2 separate regions of the Mus musculus genome follow, and region 2 is linked to region 1. Evidence: chromatin contacts called from public promoter capture Hi-C data. All regions are on one chromosome and are shown on one strand. The core of a region is the stretch at or near the end of the contact, and the rest is flanking DNA. Distances in the headings are between cores, read along the strand shown. Region 1 overlaps Cadps2 (Ca2+-dependent activator protein for secretion 2). Region 2 holds the start of Iqub (IQ motif and ubiquitin domain containing).

Region 1 (5,324 bases), core at 775-3,274:
CTGAGGAAATTGTGAGATAACCTACATTTGTCCAACCTGAAGGTCAAGGACTCAGATGCCAAAGGTTTCTCAAAAGTGGAGACCCAGTGACGTCCTGGCACCATCCTCTGCAGCCTGAGAACAAAGTGCTAAGACAACAGTCTAGGAAATAAGAGTCATTTAGTAGACACTTACTTTAGGTGCCACTTAGCACCTCGCAGTTCCAAAAACTGGAAGAAGTAACTATTGTTTATAACTCCTTGTTCCTCTCTTACTAGCCGCCCACCTCTCTCATTTCACTCAAATGGTTAAGAAAGCGGCTGGAAATACATGGCTAACTTCTGTATGTTTACTTGGGAATTTGGGGAAACTCTTTAAGCACAGGAGGGGTTGGGGGCCAACAGTTTTGTAGAACTGCACTTGATGTAAATAGATATCCTATGTAACTACGATCTCATTAGCTCCCTAGCTTCTTAACACTTGTCTCATAGCTACAGGGAATAGATGCAAGGAGAGGGGACCACCTGTAAGATATATAAGCATATTGTTGACATATGAATCCAACCATTTTGTCATGGATACTAATCAAATGATACAGCTAATTTTCCTGTTTTCTTCTTCATATTTGACACAAGCTTCTTGCAGAAGAGTCTGAAAAATTAAGGCACCTACCATGTATTGAATGCTGCTATAATCCTTCTAGAATGAAAATGTCAATTAAAAGTTACTTTGTTTGTGTGTGTGTGTGTGTGTGTGTGTGTGTCTGTACATGTGTGTGCACGTGTGCATACATGGATGTGAGGGTTGTGAGCACCAACACATAACTGGAGACAAGAAGAGGATATGAGGAATCTTTCTTTTAAAATTTAGTTTCCTTTTTTACTTATTCACCTTATATCCTGCTCTATCCCAGCCACCTCTTCCTACAATCCTTCACCCCCCCATTTCCTTCTCCTCTGAGTGGTTGGGGGCTTTTCAGGTATCCTCTCACCTGGACTGGGCATTGGCGTTTTTATGACTGTGCTGCAAGCATTCTTGACTGCTGAGCCTTATCTCCAACTCCCCTAAATGGCTAGTTTGTTCCTAAAAACTAAATCATAATGATAAAGTACTCTTACAGCTAGGGCTACATCATGTGACTACCCCACCATGTCCACTTATACATAAACCGGTTACAAACATGTTCTACACATGTCAGGTGACTCACTTGTCTTTCTGTTTAACTAGCTGGCATATGTGTCCACCTGACCCCCAAATTTCCCCAAATGCTTTTAGTTTTCCTCTTTTGAGTCCTTCACAAAAGCTGTTCTTGTTTCCTATCTCAGTCAATGACACTCAGATACTAAAGCATTAGTAACTTCTACCTATGGCAACCACATTTATAATACCTATACAAAAATGTGTGCTATCTCTCTATATCTCTAAGTCACTTGTGATAAGAAAGTCTCTATTATCTGTTTTGTTTTGTTTTGTTTTGTTTTGTTTAGTTTTTAATGTCTTCAAGCCATAACAAAATATATTTAGAGAGGTATAAGAACAACCATGGCTTGATCCAATAGTCCTAGCACCTGGGAAGCTGAGGTAGGGAAATCACCAGTTCAAGCCTAACTGTGTAGTTAGTTTAAGGATAAACATGATTGTAAAGCAAAACCCTTGTTTTAAAAAGGCGTGGAACTAACGGTGTCTTTAACAACTCTAAGTCGGGGAGAAGGAAACTCAGACACTCAATGCTGTATTTTGTCAGGAAATGACATTTCTTAAGTCCTCATGGGGATGTCACGATTTCTCTTCTCTTTCTTAGCTGATACTGCTTTGCTCATGAGGTACTGACCGTCCATATGAAGAAACTTTGTGCTTATACCTTATACATAAAAAAGCACACAATTATACCATGATACCTATTAATTGTTGTGGATTTGATTTAATGCTGCACAAATTGTGCTAATTTGGTCATCAAAATGGCACAAAATCCACACATAAGACACTGAGGGACTCTGCCCACCATTGATTTTGGTTGGTAAATAAAGTTGCTGGCAGCCAACAGTTGGGCATGGAGAGAGAGGCAGGACTGTAGAATTTCTGGGCAAAGGACAGAGGAAGTAGCAGGAAGAGAGAGAGCCCCCATGCCAGGACAGGAGTAGAGGCCATGTCAGAGAGGTGCTGGAAAAAGAACACAGCCATCATGTAGGTGCTGGGGAATTCAGCGTGAGAGGGCTATAGGTCTGGGTCCAGGGCAGCCAAGTTAGAATATAGGTTTTAGTAAGTAATAAGTCAGGGATAACAGAGAGGAGTATGTTAACCACCTGGAGTTTTGAAAGTGGCCCAGCCAATGAGCTGACTAAGGCATATTAAAATATAAAGGTCATATGTGTGTGTGTGTGTGTGTGTGTGTGTGTGTGTGTGTGTGTGTCTTTCATTTGGGAACCCAGAACATTGAGGTGGGTAGCAAAGAGTGCCACTGCTGCCGCTGGGACTTTGAGTAGAGTTATGTGGATTCAGTGACAACCAATTACATACAATTATATTTTAATTAAAGACTCTTAACTGTATACATATGTATACATATAATTTTTGTTATAACTCTTTCTAAAGGTGCTATAGATGCCCAGGAATCTAGGCAGCCCTGTCTCACACCACTTAGAGCAGTAACAATTAAGTGAGCCTAGGTGGCACACTGGTAGAAGGAGGGCTTGCTATTCATTGCTGTCCTGGTGACACTTAACTATGGACAACTCCTTTTTCAGATATGTCAAGGGTGCCCCTTTCAGAGCACCATCCATACTAGGAGATTTCTAGTGAGTTCTGGACACTAGCATCTCCCTGTGGACTTCACCCAGAACTGGGAGGAAATAGATTCCCTATGTCCATCACTATGGCAAGACGGTAACTTTACTGTTATACCATGACACATATGTTTAGTGAGGTCTGGTCTGAGGTCTGGGGTTGGTAGAAGGGGACTCTCTCTGGGATTTCTTTCTTCCTCAGATGTTCCCCCTCCTAATTCTAGTATTTGTTTTATTGTTTTCATTGCTCATAGGAGCTTTCTTCTATTGTTATGCATTATGGCTTTCCTGCTCAATTTTATTTAGTTTGTTTTTCACCTGATCCACGAAAATAACTACTGGTACTACATGTAATGTTGCTTCTCTAGAAAATACCTGAAGTTGGCTCTTTTAGAACTGGTATAATGAGCATAAACACGGACCAGCAAAATATATACTGATAGTCTCACTACAGTAAAACTACTCATTTCTAATACTCTATATGAGCAGTTTATTTTGTTTTTGTTTGTTTTTTTCCTCACTGTCTAATGTGTAGCCAGGAGCTTACATTCCCTTGAGTGACTCTAGTTTTGAAGTAAAGACACAAACGAACATTGTTGCTGAGTTCCTTCTCCTATAGAACCATAACCAAGGCTGCACTAACTCACTCTAACTATGTAACTGACATTTGCTAAATGATAACAGAATGCTCGGATTCTGCTCAGTGTTCACGGCACACAGATAAATCCATCAAAGACTAAATGTTGACAAGCTCCAGCTCCGCAAGGGGGAAAGGCCAACAACAAAAGGAAAAAGAGCAAGGGCAGTAACAGACCCTCCTACAAAAGGAGAGGAAACAAAGGAAATGGAGTTAACAACTCTGCTGGGAAGTGAGAGCTACATAGGGGAGAGCCCAGAACAGGGGCAAGAGGCCTGTGTCTTTAATAGCCTTTGAACTGTGTAAAGATAAAGGGGAGAATAAAACACAGTTCAAAAAAAAAAAAAAAACAATAGCGTATGGGGGACTTTTGGGATAGCATTGGAAATGTAAATGAGGAAAATACCTAATAAAAAATTAAAAAAAAAACAATAGATGGAACCAAAAAGAATAAAACGTTAATATCTTCAAAGAGTGATTAAAAAACTTTCCTACTATATACAGAGATTACATATAAAGCCTTCTATGACTATAGTAATATTTGAAGTCAGGAAGAGCACTAGATATCTGAGAGACTGGCATGCGGACAGTAGAGAGTTCCAGGTTCTAGTTGATGATGTAATGGCTAATTCTGCTCACCAACTTCATTAGGTATGCAATCAACTAAGAGTCATGCCTCTTGGTAAGTCTGGAGAATGTTTCCTGGAAACATGAAAAGGGAAGGAAACACCCTGTTGAATGGGCAGCACTTCTCCCAAAGAGCATTCCACATATAAAGAGGACAGAGGGAAAACCAGTGCTGATTTTGCCTGTAGGCCTTCAGTCCTTGCTGGTGAATATGTCCACTCAATTGCTGCTGTAATTGCTGTTAAACTGCTGTCATTACAACCTACCTTCTTCAGCCTTTCAACAAAGAACAGACCATCGGCTCCCTAACAGTATTCTAGGCTTTCAGTGTTAAATGAGAACTGTTGGGTCATCCAACCTCATAGTGGGTAGATGACAAGTTCTCAGCACCACCAGTGCATGGCCTGATTGCCCATTCCATGAGGCTAACCTAATAAATTCCCACTGTAATACAGATTCATTCTATTAGTTCTGTTCCTCTAGAGAATCCTAACTAATGCAGGGCCCAGTTGTGGTTAGGTGACCTAGTGTTAAATACACTAAAAAATATCTCAAACTGAGATGCCAGCGGCAAGGGTAGATGGCAAAATGTTGGAGATAAGGCAGAGACCAATAATTACATTGAGACAGGAGATCTGACAAGTAGAAGGGTTATAGGGCTGGAAGTAAGGCAGGAAGAGAGAATAAAGAAGAACAGAATACCTTTTGAGTCACAGCTTATGGAAACTAAGGTGAGAAAATAGGATTTTCATTCTCTTTGTAACTGTAATAAAGAATAAAGGTGGAAGAATATATGTCCCTATATATGATTTACTTTGTTGTTGCTGGTTTTTGACAAAACAGTGAGTGTTAAAGATAGCTAATTTCATTTGGATAATGGTCAGGAAAAAAAGCATGATAAAAGCACACGGGAAGAACAAAAGCCTAAAAACCCCTATATTTAAATGACTATAAATTAAATAAATACCCCTCACAGACACAAATGTATCCAGTAGAAATGAGGACAACCAGGGACATTCTCAGTCATTCTTATATATTCTCTCCTCTTTTCTTCTTCTTCTGCTTCTTCTGCTTTTTCTCCTTCTTCTTCTTCTTCTCTCCCCTCCCCTCCCCTTCTTCCTCTTCCTCCTCCTCCTTCTTCTCTTTCTCTACCCTCCTCCCTCCCCCCCCCCCACCGCCCCCTCTCTCACCACTGGCAGCAGCAGCTCAGGCAGAACCTATTTCCAGGGACAGCAGCAAGAATGAACCAGAGAGCTCTAGAAGAAACGGATCAAATTAAAACAGACCTGTTTGCTGTT
Region 2 (5,324 bases), core at 1,115-3,614, 890 kb after region 1:
CAGGTACGATTTGAAAAGATGTTCTTAATTAGCTTTCAACTTTCTAAACTTTAGTACAGTTTTTAATAACAAAAGCCAGGAAGGGGAATTTAAAGATAACTATTTTGTAATTCTAATTTTGTCATGACCAAATTTGGGTTTGGTGGTGAGTAAGTACATAAAATCTATTCAGTCTGGGAAGTGTCAAATTGTATGAGAGGGTCCACAACTTCTACTCCGGATGCCTGTTCTCATGGCACAGAAGTTCACTGAGTTTTATAGACTTTGGGTCTGCTTAATTTTGATTTGCGGTGTTTTTATTCATTTGCAAGTTTTTCAATTAATGTTAAAAGAGTACTGTTAATTAAGTTAATATAGTTTTTAAGAACACAGAATATGCTTAAAAGGAAAAAAAATTAAGCCAGTAGAACAGAAAGGGAGAAAATAAACAGTGAAATAAACCTCTATTGTTAATACTCTAGTTTTACTTCTTAGAGTCAAGCAATATAATTTTACAAATTGTTCCTTGATGAATTTATAATTGGAACCCTATATCCTAAAATATATAAACTTTTCTGCGTTTTTAAACATTGATGCAGCTTTGTGGGTTTTACTCATTCTGTATTTAACATTTTAAAGTACTATGTCTACCTCATTTGTCTCAATAATTGTACAGTAACTTCATTACAGAGACAAGTAAGCCACAGTATATTCTATTGTTGCTCTACTGATGAACATTTAAACTGTCTTCTTTTTTTTAAGATTTTATTTATTTTATGTATATGAGTACACGGTAGCTGTTTTCAGACACAGCAGAGGAGGGCATCGGATCTTATTACAGATGGTTGTGAGCCACCCATGTGGTTGCTGGGAATTGAACTCAGGACCTCAGGAAGAAGAGTCAGTGCTCTTAACCACTAAGCCATCTCTCCAGCCCCCTGTCTTCAATTTTTATACAAGTAGAAAATAGGGCTGCAACAAATGTACATCGTCTTATTTACAAATTTAAACACACTATGAAAGAAGTTTCTATAATTAGGTGAAAAGACACAAAGATCTCCATTAAAGTCCATAAATAAAATTCTTTTCTTAAAATTTGACACTGTATTCCAGCCCTTTGATATTTGTGTGGAGGGAAGGTCTGAAATGGTTTTAAGATGTTTACAATTCAGTGTTTCATTGTTAAAGTATGCGGTGGTTTGAGGAAGAATGGCCCCTATAGGCTCATATAGTTGAATCCTTAGTCACCAGGGAGTGGAACGCTTTGATAGGATTAGAAGGATTTGGAGGTATGACCTTGTCAGAGGGTATGTCACTGGGGGTGGGCTTTGAGGTGTCAAAAGCTCATGCCTCTCTGCCCACCACCCTCTTTCTCCCTGGGGACCAGGATGTAGTACTCTCAGCTATTGCTCTAGTACCAGGCCTGTATGCTCACCCACCATGATGAGAAGGGACTAACTTACTAAGTGTAAGCAAGCCTCCAATTAAGTGCTTTCTTTTCTAGGAGTTGGCTTGGTCATGGTGTCTCCTCAAAGCAATAGAACAATAACAAAGACAGAGTGTCACGCTATTGGATGGAGGTATGGACCTCTTGGCACAGCATCTCATTATGCATCCCAGACTGGCCTTAAACTTGCCATCCTCCTGCCTCATCTCCCCAGTGCTAAGGGCATGCATCTCCAAGGATGCTGAATTTCCTTCATTTTTATATATTATCCATTCAAATATGTTTCAGTCTTTATTTTACTTTTAAAATAAAACTCAGTGGCTATTAAGATTGTATATAAAAAGTCTGCCACTTCATTTCTTCCCATTAAAGCCTGCTACATGTAGAATACTGGTAAGACAGAGATTCTGTCTTGTCTTTTATTTTATAGGCCTACTGAAGTTTTTGTTAGTAGGTAAGACAATGACTGGAGGAAAGCAGCATTCCTGGTAAGGAAAGTCTAAAGGCTGAATTCCCTGCAGACTGGAAATGGTGTCCATAGACCAGTACCAGATGCGGGCACTCTCCTCTCCTTAGCACCCAGGAGGCGGGGTGGTGTAAACCTCCCAGAGTGATCTTGTTGATTCAAGATACCATATCAGTGGGGAGGGGGGTAACTAGAGAAGGGTCAAAAGCGGTGTGATGCTTTGTAAGTTTTCTGTTTTTAAGTAAAGTTAAGGAGCACTGTCCTCTGACCAGAGAGCCCTGTATCCAAGAGAGATCGGCACCCCTGCAAGGCCTAGCATGCCAGGCTCACCCCCAGTTAGAACCAGCAGCCATCTAGGAAAGGGCTGCCAAACGTGTCCTCTTACCTGTTCAAGAAATAGCTATCACAGACCAAGAGGCTTCACCAGTCCTCGGAAGCAGCTCCTTTCTGCTTAGATGTTCTGTTGCTGGCGTATCCTAGCAACTGCCAGCTTCCTCTGCCAGGGCACCGCCCCCGCGCAGTGGGAAAGGAAACAGCCAGCAAGAGCAAAAGCAGAGGAGCCAGAAGTAGAGATTGTTTGGCGCCAGGAACTGAGACCTAAAGATTATTCCAAGTTAACCTTTCTCCGGGAGTTCTCTCACACTTCTGAAAAGGCAGTCCTGTAAACAGTCTAAGCTCACGGGTTACCTTCTTTTAAAAATGCAAATGTGAACACTGAGAGACAGGGATTATAAAGGAACACAACTGTGTGCTACCTAAGTTCTTTTGTCCAGTTAAGATCTTTCCTTTAGCTTCCTGGCAGCCAGAAAGAACAGGAAGAATTAATAACTACTCTGCTTTTATAAGTCAGGAGAAGCAAAGCTTTTTCTATCACCACGTTCTTTAGTCTTAAAATCAGTTTTAGAGAAAGGATCAAATATGTTCCCTGCACAAATTTCATGTGGTTATCTCACAATAACAGCAAAGGTTTAGTAATATCATTAAGCATAGCACCGTATCTGTATTTCGAATAGCCAATGCAATGATTCTATTGAAGGATTGCTATTAGCACTGCCATACTATTTAAAAAAAAAAATGAAACACACAAAGATTAAATGAGAGCCAGTATTAAAATCCAATCTGAATCGAGAGCCCAGATTTTTTAAAACCCTTACTATGTGCTATGTTTAACATCCTTTGATATTTAAAGAGCTTAATGAAATTAAAAAACGTGTTATAAAGTCCATTCCCCTCATTATAAAAGCCGTTGCCTTCTTTATACCTTGTTGCTACAAATCCACTCTCATCAATTTGCTGACATCACTTTCCCACCCCATCACTTTCAAAGGCTTATCATTCATTATTCTCCTGTTAGGGGCAGTATGCAAACACCAGGGTTAGGAATAGAGGCAGCAGAAAAATTCATATTCTTTCCACTGCTAAATGTAGCTTGATACCCACCACCTGTCTTAATAACTTACTGATAATGTACTACAAACTTAGCTTTATAGAATGTACTTTTCTTAGATGGTCTATCTACATAGGTTACTTGGATAGGTTACTAACACATCAAAGGCACACACACACACACACACACACTTTCTATCTCACAAATACATAAACGTGCTTGGCTATAAAAATGTCGATGTCCCCTGAATGAAAACAGCAATAGAAAAATAGTATTAATCAGAAAATAAAAACAAATCCATGCTTTTTTTTTATCCAATTTTACTTTTTATCCTAAATCTATGCCCTTGCTTAGGTCTTGTTCAAAATGTCATCTTGCACTTAGTCATAGGCTGTTCCTTTTAATGTGCTTCCACTTTTACAAAGTCGCCACCTAGTGGCTTTATGAAATCAAGCATTTCAAAGTAACTCCACATGGAAATGTATCTCTATAAAAAACAGGTAAGTAGAAAAACTATTAGAATAATTATTTATAATACTAAAGACCTAAACAGGTAAGTAGGAAAACTATTATAATGGATATTTATAATACCAAAGACCTAAAAATTGTTTTGAACTTATCCCTGACTTAATTTGCATCATTTGTGAACTTGTGAAGCCCCATCCTCTTGAAATTTTTGAGGTCCACCAGATGTTCAAGATGTCACTGAATTTTGAAAGATAATGTAGATAGTTTGTACTGATGCATCTTCAGTCCTCAATCAAATACATGGACAGCTGTGACAAAAGCACTTGTTCATACTAAAGTGGGTAGAGACCACAAACAGCCTTGTAGCAACTTAGGTTGGGTTTACTTACAAATGAGCTATGGAAAACTTTCTCTTGCAGAGATCTGAAGGCCTGTTTTACTCTGGAGAAAGGAATCCAAAGAGTAAAATGTGATATTCTGTAACAAGTAGTATATGTTTATCTCTAAGAAAGCTACAAGGTCAGAGAGAGAGAGAGAGAGAGAGAGAGAGAATGAATATGAATCATGGTACCTGAAGCATATCTTGCAATTTACAATCATATACAGAAATTAATATAGCATTGTTATACTTAGATATGCAACATTTGAAGACTGCTTTGAAAATTAACTAACAGTGTAGGGAACACAATTATGAGTTCTATGGCACATTCAAAACACACTCTGTCTTTACTCATGTGGTTTGCTATGTTCCCATTCCACACAGCCATGTACACAGAATATTCTGGAGTAGCAGCTCAGTCTGTGTCCCGGGTAGAGCTCTTAGCTTTCTCAGCTCTTCTTGCACACGCGCTATGAAAAACCAAGGAATTCACACCAGGAACCTGGAGAGAGGCAGTCTGTAGAATGCTTGATTTGCAAGAACCTAAATTTGCCTTCTAGAAGCTATGTTTACAAAACAAAGCAGAGTTGTGGCATATATTTGTAGTTCCAATGCAGAACCTTCCTAAGACAATGAGATAATTCTGTCTTAAAAAAAAAAGTAAATTAAAAGAAGATATGAATGCTGCTTGGGAAATAACACACTTCAAGTTGTCCTATGGTTTTGCGTGCGCGCGCGCACGCGCGCACACACACACACTTGGAAATAACACACTTCAAGTTGTCCTATGGTTTTGCGCGCGCGCACACACACACACACACACACACACACAGTGTGCTTGCCTCACTTGTGTGAAGGCCTAGGTTCAATTTCAAGCACCATTAAACACACGCACACTTCTGATTCAAGGATGGACTATGTTCCACTAACTAGTTTTAGTTGACTACCTTTAAAGAGACTTTTCCGTAGTCTCCATCAACTAACTTCAATCTGAATGTATAATTTAGGATCTCACTATCCAGGTTTTTATGGAAAACTTTAATGTAAACAAAAATGTGTGATGTTTGGCATATTCACTAATGTCCAGCGCATGCGTATACAAGGGCATAACTTGTATACCTCTAAGAAGCTATCAGTAGACTTTACATGAGCCTTGCCCCACGAATGTAAATTTGCATCCTTTTAAAGAAACACCCAG

The links. Promoter capture Hi-C pulls out the DNA fragments that hold promoters and counts their contacts.
Region 2: a contact with region 1 is called in a promoter capture Hi-C map of liver, with 2.5 times the contacts expected there. The contact joins the promoter of Iqub here to the enhancer-like site in region 1. A contact is called at or near these places in 4 of 39 promoter capture datasets (embryonic stem cells, hippocampal neurons and liver) and 1 of 115 datasets of contacts at active chromatin or transcription factors (astrocytes).

The regions. Positions count from the first base shown.
Region 1 is chr6:23,627,022-23,632,345 of GRCm38.p6, forward strand. All of the region lies in intron 2 of Cadps2 (Ca2+-dependent activator protein for secretion 2), which reads right to left. Among named protein-coding and RNA genes, the nearest start is that of Rnf133, 21 kb to the right of the region's middle. Within about 2 kb of position 2,025, at least 7 of the 459 cell types and tissues checked have an H3K27ac peak or open chromatin away from gene starts, as enhancers often do. A contact at or near this core is called in liver, where this site is marked.
Region 2 is chr6:24,512,703-24,518,026 of GRCm38.p6, forward strand. Iqub (IQ motif and ubiquitin domain containing) reads right to left here and starts at 2,365. Exons shown (of 13, transcript NM_172535.3): 1 at 2,278-2,365.